2 separate regions of the Rattus norvegicus genome follow, and region 1 is linked to region 2. Evidence: chromatin contacts called from public Hi-C data. All regions are on one chromosome and are shown on one strand. The core of a region is the stretch at or near the end of the contact, and the rest is flanking DNA. Distances in the headings are between cores, read along the strand shown.

Region 1 (6,295 bases), core at 2,677-5,176, 99 kb after region 2:
GGCCAGAAGGATTATTGTTCCAAACCAGGGTAAGTTCCTGTCTAACACAATTTTTTAAAAATTAAAAAACCAAAACCCGAGGACTAGGGAGATGACTAAGCTGAAAGGTATCTGTGGACAAGCTCGACGACCCTGACAACAGAGTTCCATCCCCCGGACTCACAGAGAAAGGAAAGAACCAACTCATGAAAGTTGTCCCCTGACCTCCTCATGCTTATCCACACACACAGACACTGACACATAAAATAGAATGTAATTTAAAAAAAACAAATTAAGGGTTGGAGAGATACCTCAGCAGATGTTGGCACTGGATGCTCTTGCAGAGGACCCAGGTTACACAGAGAAACCCAGTCTTGAAAAACCAAATCAACCAAACAACAAACACGTCAGTAAAGCTTCTGTTATGTGTCCTCATCAGTGTTAGTAAGTGAAGTGATACGCTCTGCACATGGACAGAGGAGGCCCAACAGGTTATTTCCTTTGTTAGCAAGAGGGAATGAACCTTTTTATCTTCAAGTGGAGGAGTCTGCTCCCTGGAGAACCGACTGAGGAACATGACAAACCAGGCAAGGTGGAAAAGAGAGGCCTCAAGCTCAAGACTGATGATCCTCCTGCCTCAGCCTCCCAGTGTGTTAGCATATATCCCCCAAACAGAAATCTGAAGAGTTTACAGTTAAGAAAAGCAAAAAGGTTTTTTTTTTTTTAATTTTTAAAGATTTATTTATTTATTTAATGAGTTCACTGTAGCTGTCTTTAGACACACCAGAAGAGGGCATCAGATCCCATTACAGATGGTTGTGAACCACCATGTGGTTGCGGGGATTTGAACTCAGGACCTCTGGAAGAGCAGTCAATGCTCTTATTAACCACCGAGCCATCTCTCCAACCCTGCAAAAAAAAAAAAAAAAAAAAAAAAAAAAAGCTTTAAAAACATGAAATTGATAGCAATGAAGAAAACTGTTGGTCTGCTAGAAGAGGAACTTTGAAAAGTATTCCTTGAGTCTTATGAATGGAAACTAAAGTAGAACGGGTTGAAAAATTAGAGGGAAGCAAATCCAGAAGGCTAGAACAGAACATTTGGGAAGCTGAGGCAAGAGGAGCAGAAATTAAATCACACACTTAGAGGCTGGCCTTGGCAGAATGAGAAAAATCAAAACCTCCTCCCCTACTCCACTGTAATTTTCCAAGGTCACAAAGGATCTTAATGTTGAATTTACACCTTTCAGTCCTATCCATTCTGTAGCTCTTGAGTCTGTGTGTCACTCATCACTAGTCCTGCCCACTCCATTGCTCTTCCTCCCACACAGTCCTGTTATTCACCCTCAAGCTCTTTTGAGACTTTCTCTCCTTTCCCTCATTAGAATTTTGAGAGTTCTTCAGCGTTTTATCTGCCTGTCTTCTCTGGGTACTCACCAACTCCCTTAGGATTATCTCTTCTGTTTGCAAAACTTCAGCTAGCACCTTTTGCTGATGAGTGCCAGATCCCAACCTCCAGCTCAGATCTCCTTTCTGAATTTAGTATTCAGGCCTACCCTGTTAACTGGGCTGCTCTACTTATATGAAAGTCAAAACCAAATAGAAACATAGTACAAGTCAAAACAGAAAAACACCTTCTTGGGCCAAAGGTATAGCTCCAAGGCAGAGAGCTACCCTGGCATGTGTGCAGACATGGGTTGGATCCTCAGCACTGAAAGAGATAGATTAAAAACAAAACAAAACAACAACCAAAAAAATACAAACAAACAAACAAACAAACAAAAAAAAAACCCAAACAAGTCGCTCAACTGTCTTGAGTCAATAGATTTTAAAAAATGAGTTAAGATTAGGGTTAGGTTAGGGTTAGGGTATAGCTCAGGCAGTAAGGTACTTGCCAAGAGTGTTTGAGGACCTAAGTTTGCCTTTTTTCTTTCTTTCTTTTGAAACAGGGTTTCTCTGTGTAGCCTTTGCTATAGACCAAGGCTGGCTTCGAACTCAGAGATCCACCTGCCTCTGCCTCCGAGTGCCAGAATTAAAGGCATGTGCCATCACTGTCCAGCTCTTAGCTATTCATTTTTCAGCTTATAGTCTGTTGTCAAAGGATGCCAGGGCAGGAACCAGAGGCAGGGCTGAAAAACAGGCCACGGAGGGAGAACGCTGCTTCCTGGCTTATTTTCTTGGCTCACATTCTGTTGCCTTTCCTGTTGTTTCTTTCCCTTTTAAGTTTTATTTGGTTTTTGTTTTGTTTTCATGTGCATGTGTTTTGCCAGGGTGTTTGCGCGTGCGTGTGCTTGTGCTTAAATCTGAAGCAGTCCGAAGAGGGCATCAGATCTCCTGGAACTAGAGTTACAGATGGTTGTGAGCCACCATGCTGGTGCTGAGAATAAATCCTGGGCCTTTTACAAGGGCAACAAGTGCTCTTAACTGTTGGCTTATCTCTTCAGCCCAGATAGAATTCTTTTAAGGAAAGAAAATTTAACAAACAAAAAAACCATAAATTTTGGGTACTGCTGTTGACTTTGATGGTTTGTTTGTTTTTTACAGTTTGGAGGATGAAACCCAGGACTTTGTTTGGGTAAATACTCTTCTATTAAGCTATTAACAGCAGCCTACTATGATCTTTGTAAATTGTCCGCCCCCCCCTTTAAAGATTGCTATTTATTGTCCCTCAGATTGTGTTAATAGAGTCTCAATGCCATTCACATCAGCCTCAGATGGAGTACTATGCTGGATCTGAGAATTAAAATTTAAATTGGGGAAACAAACGAAAGTATAAGCTCAAGCAGCGGTCCAATTTGCCACTGGGGTAGATTTAAGTGTTTATAGTCAGTTGCTATTCATCACTCCTGGTGTGCAGTGTGCGCTGTGTGAATTACCGTGTGCTAATAAACAGACGTTGCTTTTTCTTAAACAGTAACAAGACAAATGCATGCTGTGTGCCCTCGGCAGCCCCGAAAAATGCAAATAAAGACTCCATACCTAAATGTATCCCTTGGTGTTTTATCTCCTCTTTGTTCAGGCCCTCCTCTCTGCCTCCCCAGGGCGTTTTCCCTTAATCTTCTCACCCCATCTGCAAAGTTCTCACCAGTGCCACATCAGGGATCTCTCCAAGGCACCTGGGCTCAGCAAAATAATATTTTCTGTTTCTCCCAATGGGTAGTAGAACAGTGCCATCAAAGGCTCTGAACATCATTAACTAGATTAGGCAAGGAGTACTGCACACCGCTGTTTATGAACACCCCATAGCTCTACCCTCAGTGCCCAGGATCAGGACCCGGATGACTAAGCACCCCACCCCCACTCCCGGTCGTCTTTCCTTACATGACTCCGAGAATAATTATAATTTAAAAGCTATAATGAGTTTCATTTTATAAACCAGAAGCAACGTTAATTTTCATGAAAGCCAAGTTGGAAGAATTTCTGTCTAAAAACGATAAGGGGTAAAAATAAAACAATAACTGAAGTAATTCTAGCTGAATGGTCCCAAGCACTGACAAAAATAAGAACAGTGTCATCTAATCTCTGCAAATAATGGGCATATTTTATAGTGGGATCGTTTTCAGCCCATTTCCCGTCCTACTGGGTAAAAATTGACTCAGATAGAAAAAGAGCTAACCAAACTTGGGGGAGTGGGGGTGGAAACCCACCAATTATTTTTAATGCCTACTAAACAGCCTGCTCCAGAGGATACGGCTTTTCTGGCTCTCAAACATGTCGGGTCCCTCCGCCCCCCCAACTATTCCTGTGTCTGTCCTCCTCGCTGGAAGCTGTGGGGTGGGAGGTCTAAAAATAGCCAATGAATCACAGCAGATAATCCAGTGCAGTGGTTACATAAACAGCGGGCCGGGGCGGCGGGGCCGCGGGTGGGAACGAAAAGTATCTGGGTCAATGTTGTCACACTGAATAGGGTCCCCCGGAGCCGGCCTTCGGAGGCGCGGCGGGGGTGGAGGCCTGGGCCTGCGGGCCTCGAGCAGCTGGGGATCTGCCGGTGGGCGGGAGGGAGCACGAGGCCCCGGGCCGGGCGCGGGCGGAGGCGCGAGTGGGGCGGGCGAGCCCGGCGCTCCCTCCCCATGGCCGGGAGCGGGCCGCGGAGGCGGCGGCGGCGCTGACAGGCTCAGGGCGGGGCGGCCGGGGGCCCGGGGCCCTGGGGAAGATGAGCGCCCTCCTAGAGCAGAAGGAGCAGCAGGAGAGGCTGCGGGAGGCAGCGGCCTTGGGGGACATTCGGGAGGTGCAGAAACTGGTGGAGAGCGGGGTGGATGTGAACTCCCAAAATGAGGTCAACGGCTGGTAAGTGGCGAGCGGGGGAGGCCTAGGGTACAGGGCTGCTAGCTCGGGGCGTGGAGCAGTCAGCCGTGACCCAGGACGCAGGCTAAGGTGAAGCCTGGTACCTCAGGCCTCGCAGGTTGTGCCCTTTCCAGACTAGCCCTACCCCCAATTGCCTCGTGCAGTTAGGAGCGCATCCTTCCCAAATACATACCTTCTGTGGTTCACTGCGGCCAGCGCCCTCTGGGACACTGGAGCCCACGCCAGCCCCCGCGCCCCCTGGCTAACTTGGCCCAAATGGTGATGCTAGAGGCTTTGATTCTCAGCGACTCTGCTCTGGATTTCATCAAGCTTGAATTATTTTGCCATGGGCGCTTCTGAAGAACACTTCGTGCAGAGATGAAAGCATAAGCAACCCAGCAAATGCCAATCTTAAAACCAGCACGATTTCTTTAGCCAAGACCAGGAGGAAAGAAACAACTACAAAACCCCCACCACTTGCATAATAATTTTGCCTCTGTTGTTTCAATACCACAGTGATTGGCTGTTGCCTACAGCTGCCTGTTGAGGGGAGACTCATTTGTTTGCCCTGTAGAATGTTTTGTTTTCTTAGTACAATTTCCAATAGAGAAATTCACCCAAGGCTTTAGATGTCTGCCTGCAGATTTGCCTCCTTCCCAATTAAATCCGGGGTCTGTCTCATGTCTTTGGTTCCAAGTTACTGAGTGCGTGTTTTTTAAAACCCTTTTTGACATTTTACATTTTTTTTATTTAATCCAGGTAATGCTTATCTAGCCTCGTTTACTAGTTTAAAGTTAAAGTGAGTTTTAACCCTCCCACCCCACTCCCCTGTAAATCGAGTCATACATTTTGAAATGGAAAGGGCGCAGGAGATCATTTGAACCCCAGAGAGTGTCTTGCCCTGGTTGCACAATTTTCGGTATGGTAACAGAGTCAGAAATGAGGTTTCCTTATTTCCTAAGAAAGCTACCCGGGTCCTTTCCCTAAAGAAACTAGCTCGGTAGCTGTCCACAGCTAGGAGACAGTGGACACTAATTTCTTGTCTATTTTGAAGCGTTTGCAGGCAAAAAACACTTGTAGTAGTGTTTGCCTTCCCTGGCATCCGATAGCTGTGAATTTCTATTCTGGCACTGGGGGGCAGTGCTGTACAGAATACTGAGCCTGGTCCTGCTGCAGGGTCTGCCTGTCCGCCCTGCTGTGAAGTCTTGGTTGAGTCATTTCGTTTCCCAGTTATTTCAGAAGTGTTGTTAGTGTTTATTGAGATGAGGGATAGTAAGTAGCTGCCATGTACTGAACTTGCTCTATGGCACAAATGTGGTTATAAACACTTGGCTTACCTCAGGACTATCTGGGGACATTGTTATCTTTCTCCATCTTAAAGATAAAGAAACTGAGACCCAAGGAAAATTAAACCATCCAGTTTTCCAAGTGCTCCTAAGTTACTAAATTTGGGATTTAGTAATTCCGTGCGAATGTTAGCCCTGACTTGTCTGTTAGAGCTGAAAAGTGAATCCAACATCTGATGCCCTCGGCACAGTGCCCACCAAGTGCTAGATACCCAGTGGATGCCAGGTGATTTTGAAGTAACCCGATGAGGCTTCCTATAGATTTAATTCCAACTGCAATCAATCCAGTCCAAGAGTGAATTCCTAGATTCCCTTTATCCCACTTTATGCTCTTGGCCTAATGCTTTCAGTTCTTCTCAGCTCGCCCTCTTATATGACCGGACCGTAAAGCTTGGCACTGTCCTTGGTCCCTGTCTTCCCTTCACAAACCACATACTGTCAGCCAGTTCTGCTGCCTCTGTGTTCAGATAGGATCTGGCTACCACTCACAAGCACCACACTGTGATACAAAGCCAGCACCATTTGGGATGCAGGATAGTTCCATAGTCTCCCTCTAACATCCTTACTAGTCTACTTGCTTATACTACATACAGCCTTGCCCCGACTGTGGAACAGTTGGCTTATCACACTCAAAGTCCTCTAATGGCTCCCATATTACTCTGAGAAGAAGCCAATTTGCATTCTTTTCC
Region 2 (6,003 bases), core at 1,164-3,663:
AAATCTCTTACTGGTTTGGAGTCGTCAAGCAGGCTGGATGCCCCAAAGATGCATCTGCCTCTAGCTCCTCGGTGCTGGGATTGAGAGCTTTATCACCACAGCAGAATTCACACTGGGGGTCGGGAGGGTGGTTCTGGGCGTCAAACTGAGGTCCTCGTACTTGCAAGACAAACACTGCCAACTGAGCATCTCCCCAGGGTTTCTTTTCCCCTTTTTCATATTACTCTGGGATTCCAGGTCATGGGACATTGCCAACCCGTCATTCAGGCTGAGTCTTTCTTTAGATAAACCTCTCTGGGAACATCCCCTGATTTCCAAGACAGGCCCAGAGCTGTGACTCCTAGGTGCTTCTGAGTCTAGTCAAGTGGACGATGCGGACAGACCTTCGAGAGCTGTGAGGGACGAACAGCGTGTGTGGAGGACATAACTCACAGCGTGGCTGGCACACAAGCATCTGCCCCTCTCTCTGGTAGATGCTTCTCTCACTCAGGCCTTGCATCCTGACTGTCACATACAAAGGACACAAGTCAGCCTCCAGCCACCATCCTCGGCTGTCTGTTAGACACAGCTGCATAGGTCCCTTCCCATAAACCAGAAAAAAAAAAAAAAAAGTCAAGATGTTGACAACCTCATCCTGTGAGAGCTCTGAAGGTTCCTTAAGACTCAGAAGGGGAAGATACACCAGTATGTTGGGGTAGCCCAGCACCAGTGATGTGCTGGGAAGAGGTCCATCTCTGGGCTATCTTGGGCTGGTACATGCTGAGACAGAGTCCTGCATCCCTTCGTGGGAGAGAGGTTACAGGTGACCATTACGGTTAGACATTTGGATGTCAGGGTTCTCCGTCCGTGGCTAACTCGAGATGTGAACAGAGAGACTCCAACCTGACCTTCAGGCAAAAATGCTAAGGGGCTTCAGAGCCTAAGATGTGGGAGGGAGAGGGCTGGACAGTATGTCCACCTGCCTGCCCACACTCTTCCTTGGGAGGTAATGACCCTGGAAGCTTATTCTTGCTTCCTCCTGACAGTCTGAGAGAGCACATTCCAGAATGAGGGCACAGCCAAGAATAGGACCCAGGAGCCCTGCCACCACCCGCCTGCATTACTCACAAATTCCCTGGAGAGGAGGAGAAGCCCTAGCTCCTTGGTGGGATGAGAAGAGGAGGAGGAACTACAGGAGAGGGGCTGAGGAGAAAGAAAGGCCCCAGAGGACCCATTCTTGGCACATGGTAGTCAAAAAATGCAGTGCCCCCCTCAGGTCCCTCCTCCCAGATCCTGTGTTCATCCAGCCGTCTACCCTGTGAGCTCCGAGCTGGGCCACAGTATTCCTGGAGCCCCTGGCCATTACTCTGATTTGGGTCAGCACCCGCCTAGGGGCATTCGAGACGTGAAGAGACTGAGGTAGCCAGGGACAGCAAGGCTTCCCCCAAGGAGCTGCCTCCTGAAGGATGAGGAGGCTGATGTCTGGCTCAGGAATCTAGGCCATGACTGCAGTTGTGTGTGATGGAAACTCGTCACGTGTCCATGAGGTAAACATATCTTGGGTGATGCACCAGAGGCTGACCAGCTGGAGCCGGATTCTGTGGAGGTGTCAGGCATCGGGTTGGATGCCTCATTGGCCGTGCGGGCACGTGAGTGAGTTCGTGTGTGTGTGTGTGTGTGTGTGTGTGTGTACAAGTTGTGGGAACAGGCTTTCCTTTTCTACTGTGTAGTCCCTAAGGATGGAGCTTGGGTCGTCAGGTTTGGCAGCCAGTCTTTTTACTCACTGAACCATCTCTTTCCACCTACATTTTTAGAACAGGATTTTTCACTGAGTCTGGAGCTCACATATTCAGTTAGGCTGGCTGGCTGGGTAAGGCCCCCATCTCCTGAATTCACCTCCCCAGCAAGGGGATTACAGGTTGTACCCAGCTTTTTACACGGGTTCTGGGGGTCCATGCTTGAACGGAGGCATATCCCCAGTCCTTTTCTTTCTTTATTTTTCTCTTGTTTAACCTTTGCTTTCGAGATGGAGTTTTCTTTGTGTAGTCTGGCCTTGTACTTGAAATCCTCCTGCCTCTGGCTCCCAAGTGCTAGAACTGTAGCCCTGTGCTTTGGCCATGGCTGAGTGAATTTCTCATTACGCTTGCCTTATTTTTCCTCACGTAGGAAATGTCACTGTGCCTGATGGGGTCTCAGTGCGGACCACAGGAGAAGGCACTTGATAAAGTGTCAGTCCGGTGTTAGCATAATGGAGCAGTTGGAGGTCATGGCTGAAAGAAACAGCCACATGCCTTTGTGTTACTACTGTCTCCTTTCCCTAGTTAGGTTTTGTCGTGGCACTTGGGCAGCTTTCTGGTGCCACTGTCCAGAGGGTGACATCAGACTAGTGAACAGCTGGGTAGACAATGGAGCAAAGTATCCTAGGAGGGTGGGAGCTCAGGAAGAGGGAGGGAGGGAGGAGGGGACATAAAGCCACAGTGCCTTGTTTAGGGGTGGTGGGGACAGTTCTGACCTAGTGTCAGCCAAGCCTGAATAGATTAGAAGACAGTAAAAGGCCTGGATAGCAGGCTAGTGGTAGGGAGAGCCACATAGCCTTGAGGTAGCAAGGGGTGAGATCCTCCACAAACAGGACAGCATGAGACTGACCTGGCTGCAGGTGGCCTCGGTTTCCTCCTGTCCTGGAGCAGAATTGAGGGCATGTCTAACAGACTGAGCCAGGTGACTGCCACTGCTTTGGGAACTCAGGTTAGCCCAGTATGAGAACCTGACCTGCTCGTCAGAAAGAAACCAGCCTCATACAGCAGGTCAGAGATGGCCATAGCTTCTCAAGCACTCGGCCCCTAGTGAGCCCTGAAGCTTCTGAGCCCCAAGTCAGCCCACGGAAGGGGCCTACTTCGATGTTCTTTGTGATAATCAGAAGACTGCTGAGGCCCAGTGTCTAGAACAATGATGTATAGCGTTTGGTCCTGGGGCCCATCTTTGCCCAGGGAACTTCAGAGGGCAAAAGGACTGCTCTAGGCCAGGCTGTAGTTCTTACAAGGGTAATGGGTTGAATCCCAAATCGCTTTAAGTGCTAGGACTACCTACGCATCATCGTGAAACAATCCTGACTGAAATAGGAGGATCACGAGTTTGAGATAGATCTGGGCTGCAGAGTGAGGCTGAGATCAGTGCAAGAGACTCGGTCTAGAACAAAACAACAAATCCAGGGCAGAGGAGATGACTCGGTGGTGAACACTTTCCTCACAAGCACGAGGACCTCAGTGTGAATGTCTAGAACTCACATGAAGCCAGGCGCAAGGCAGCGAGGACCTGTAATCCCAGTGTTCCTATGGTGGGATGGGAGATGGAGAATCTCTGTAAGCTTCCAAGCCGCTGTGTTGGGTAAACAAGTCCCGGGTGGAAAGGGAGGGCAGACACCTAAGGCTGTCCTCCGACAGCCACACATGCAGTGTGGTATGAGTGTCCCTGCATTCACACACACGAGCGTGTGTGTAAGTGTGAGCGAACGGGCATGTGAGTGTGCTGGTAGACACACAAAAATGACAAACCAGTGACATGACATCAGTGTTCTCACTTCTCTTTGTGTAGCTAGGTGTGAAGATGGTCAGAGTCAGCCAGTTAGTGATGGAGGTTGGATTCAGATCTTGGTGAGCCCTGGTCTCATGGGCTTGGTAGTTTCTGCAATGCCCACCTCCCCTGAATCTCCCTCTCTACCAGGGGAGCAGAACAGCAAACTGACCTAAACATGGGGTTTACACTCTTCTTTGTATAAGAAAACTAAAGTGGCAGGTAAGGCTGGAGGCTGGAGAGTGGGCACTTGGTTGGACATTGTGGCCTAGAAGCAGGTTCAGTCAATGTCCACAGGCCATTATGGACAGAGTGAGGTGACAGTTCTCAGCCTCCCTGGATGCCTGAGTAGGTTGGGAAATGACCATCAGTCATGTTGTCTGGCTGGCTAAGTTCCTTGCTTGGTGCCCTTCAGTGATGGCGTGGCCTTCCCACCCCTGCCCTCTCTTCTCTTAGAAATAGAGGCTCCGGGGTTGGGGATTTAGCTCAGTGGTAGAGCACTTGCCTAGCAAGCACAAGGCCCTGGGTTCGATCTCCAGCTCTGAAAAAAAGAAAGAAAGAAAAAAAAAAAGAAATAGAGGCTCCTCGTCCACTCCTCAGGCCTTTGCTATGGGTTAAAGAGGCTACTCTAGGCTAGGCTGGGCCTGGCTTGAATTCCTCCTTTGGGTGTGGTCCTGAGAACCCCATGAAACTACAAGAAAGGGGGTGCCTCTGTTGAGGGTCAGACAGGCTATGGGTTCCACACATTTGACTGGACCTAGGGAACAGCCATTCAGTCTCCCTGGGGCCAAATGCACTACTACTGGCCTTGTGAGGACACTGGAGAGCAGGCCTCTTCCTCATGTCCCTACAACTCACAGCTGAGTATGAGGGGCTCTTGTCCTCCCACCTTCACACTTAGACTCCACAGTATCAGAGGCAGGAGGACCTTGTCTGTGGCCCGGATCCCCACTGTCCCCCACAGAGCAGTTAGACCACACTTCAGGGTCTGAGCCCTTCTTGCCTACGAGTGTGGAAAAGTCACCCTGCCTTCTCGGTAGGGGTTTCTCCTGTTGTTTGTTTGTTTGTTTGTTTATATTTATATATTCTATATGAGTACACTGTAGCTGTCATCAGACACATCAGAAGAGGGCATCAGATCCCATTACAGATGGTTGTGAGCCACCATGTGGTTGCTGGGATTTGAACCCAGGACCTCTGGAAGAGCAGTCAGTGCCTCTTAACCACTGAGCCATCTCTCCAGCCCTTCTGCTTATTTCATATTCTTCAGAGTGTGGTTGAGGAGCTCATATTTCACAGGGGACCTGAAAATCTACCGTGTCCCTCCATGGCTCAAATACAGTGCCATTGGCCAGACTTCCCTCCTAAGAGGTCACCAGAATCAACGACGTGATCACAGTCCCTTCCTCGCCTTCCCAAAATGACCACACATGTGGAGCAGTTGACACTATGAATTTTTATTTAGTCTTGTCCTCTGTATATTTGAGGAAGACATTAGGACGTCCCACAGTGCTTCCATTGGGGGAATGCGGGCAGAGTGAAGGGCTGGGGAGGAAACAGGGCAGATGCAGTGATGACAGAGGGGCTCCAAATCCTCTTTCCAGTGCCTGTGTGGCTGGGACCAGAACAAACAAGTGATCTCAGAGCTGCCATCTCCAAGAGGCCCCTCCCAGGCCCCACCCAGATAGAGCTTTCCTCCCGACCCCTGCAGGTGCCCAAATGCACCACCAGATGGCAGCATCGAGCAATATTCATGCTCCCTGGGCCCACCTCCGCTCTGATGCTGTCCCCTGTCCCTCCTGCCTTTGTCTTCTTTATTTCTCTTGCTACCAAAACAGATCTTTGGGCTTCTCCAAGGAAGTCTATGGCATATGAAAGCACCTGACCCATCAGATGGAAATGCCTAACCGCTGTCAATCACCCACTGGCTCCTGGGGGGAGCGTGGGGGACTGCCTTCCAGCTCGCCCAGTAGAGAGGTATCAGCTCTCTATGGTCCCAGCACCTGGCACCCAGGAAGGGTCCACTGGGCTGAAATGAACAGAAGTAAACCAAGAAACCGATGCAGCTCAGGAAAAAAAACATGGATTCCCCTGGTGTGGTGACACAAACCGACCCCAACAAAAGTAGCGGTCCCCGCAGCCTTCATTAGGATAAGTTATAGCCTAGGGTGAATGCTCTGGCTTCCCACTGCTCACAACCCTTTATGTGGGTGGTCTCTGACTACAGCGATGTGGTGGGGGCAGGAGGCAGTGGGGCAGTTGTCTTAAGTGATCCTTGGCCTCTCTTTTCTCCCCCCACATTACCTCCTATACAAGCTAAACCATTTAACAATGCAGATGGTATCTCCTCCTGACCCCAGGCTGACACTGGGCAGAGGGGCACGGGTCAGCAAAGGGGAATGAGACTGCCTGAGGGAACCACTCATGGAAAACAACTTACATGTGTCCTTTCTT

Evidence for each region. A called contact is a pair of places that touch in the nucleus more often than the background predicts.
Region 1: a contact with region 2 is called in a Hi-C map of Schwann cells, with 6 times the contacts expected there. The contact joins the promoter of Ankrd40 here to the enhancer-like site in region 2.

What each region holds. Positions count from the first base shown.
Region 1 is chr10:79,775,040-79,781,334 of GRCr8, forward strand. It overlaps Ankrd40 (ankyrin repeat domain 40), which reads left to right and starts at 3,927. Exons shown (of 5, transcript NM_001134699.1): 1 at 3,927-4,263. The coding sequence starts at 4,130. It overlaps LOC134480857 (a long non-coding RNA gene), which reads right to left and starts at 5,038. Exons shown (of 3, transcript XR_010055747.1): 1 at 4,454-5,038; 2 at 2,956-3,092; 3 at 692-888.
Region 2 is chr10:79,677,473-79,683,475 of GRCr8, forward strand. It overlaps Wfikkn2 (WAP, follistatin/kazal, immunoglobulin, kunitz and netrin domain containing 2), which reads right to left. Exons shown (of 2, transcript NM_001398592.1): 2 at 4,987-6,003. Among named protein-coding and RNA genes, the nearest start is that of Wfikkn2, 8.1 kb to the right of the region's middle. Within about 2 kb of position 2,414, at least 48 of the 93 cell types and tissues checked have an H3K27ac peak or open chromatin away from gene starts, as enhancers often do. A contact at or near this core is called in Schwann cells, where this site is marked.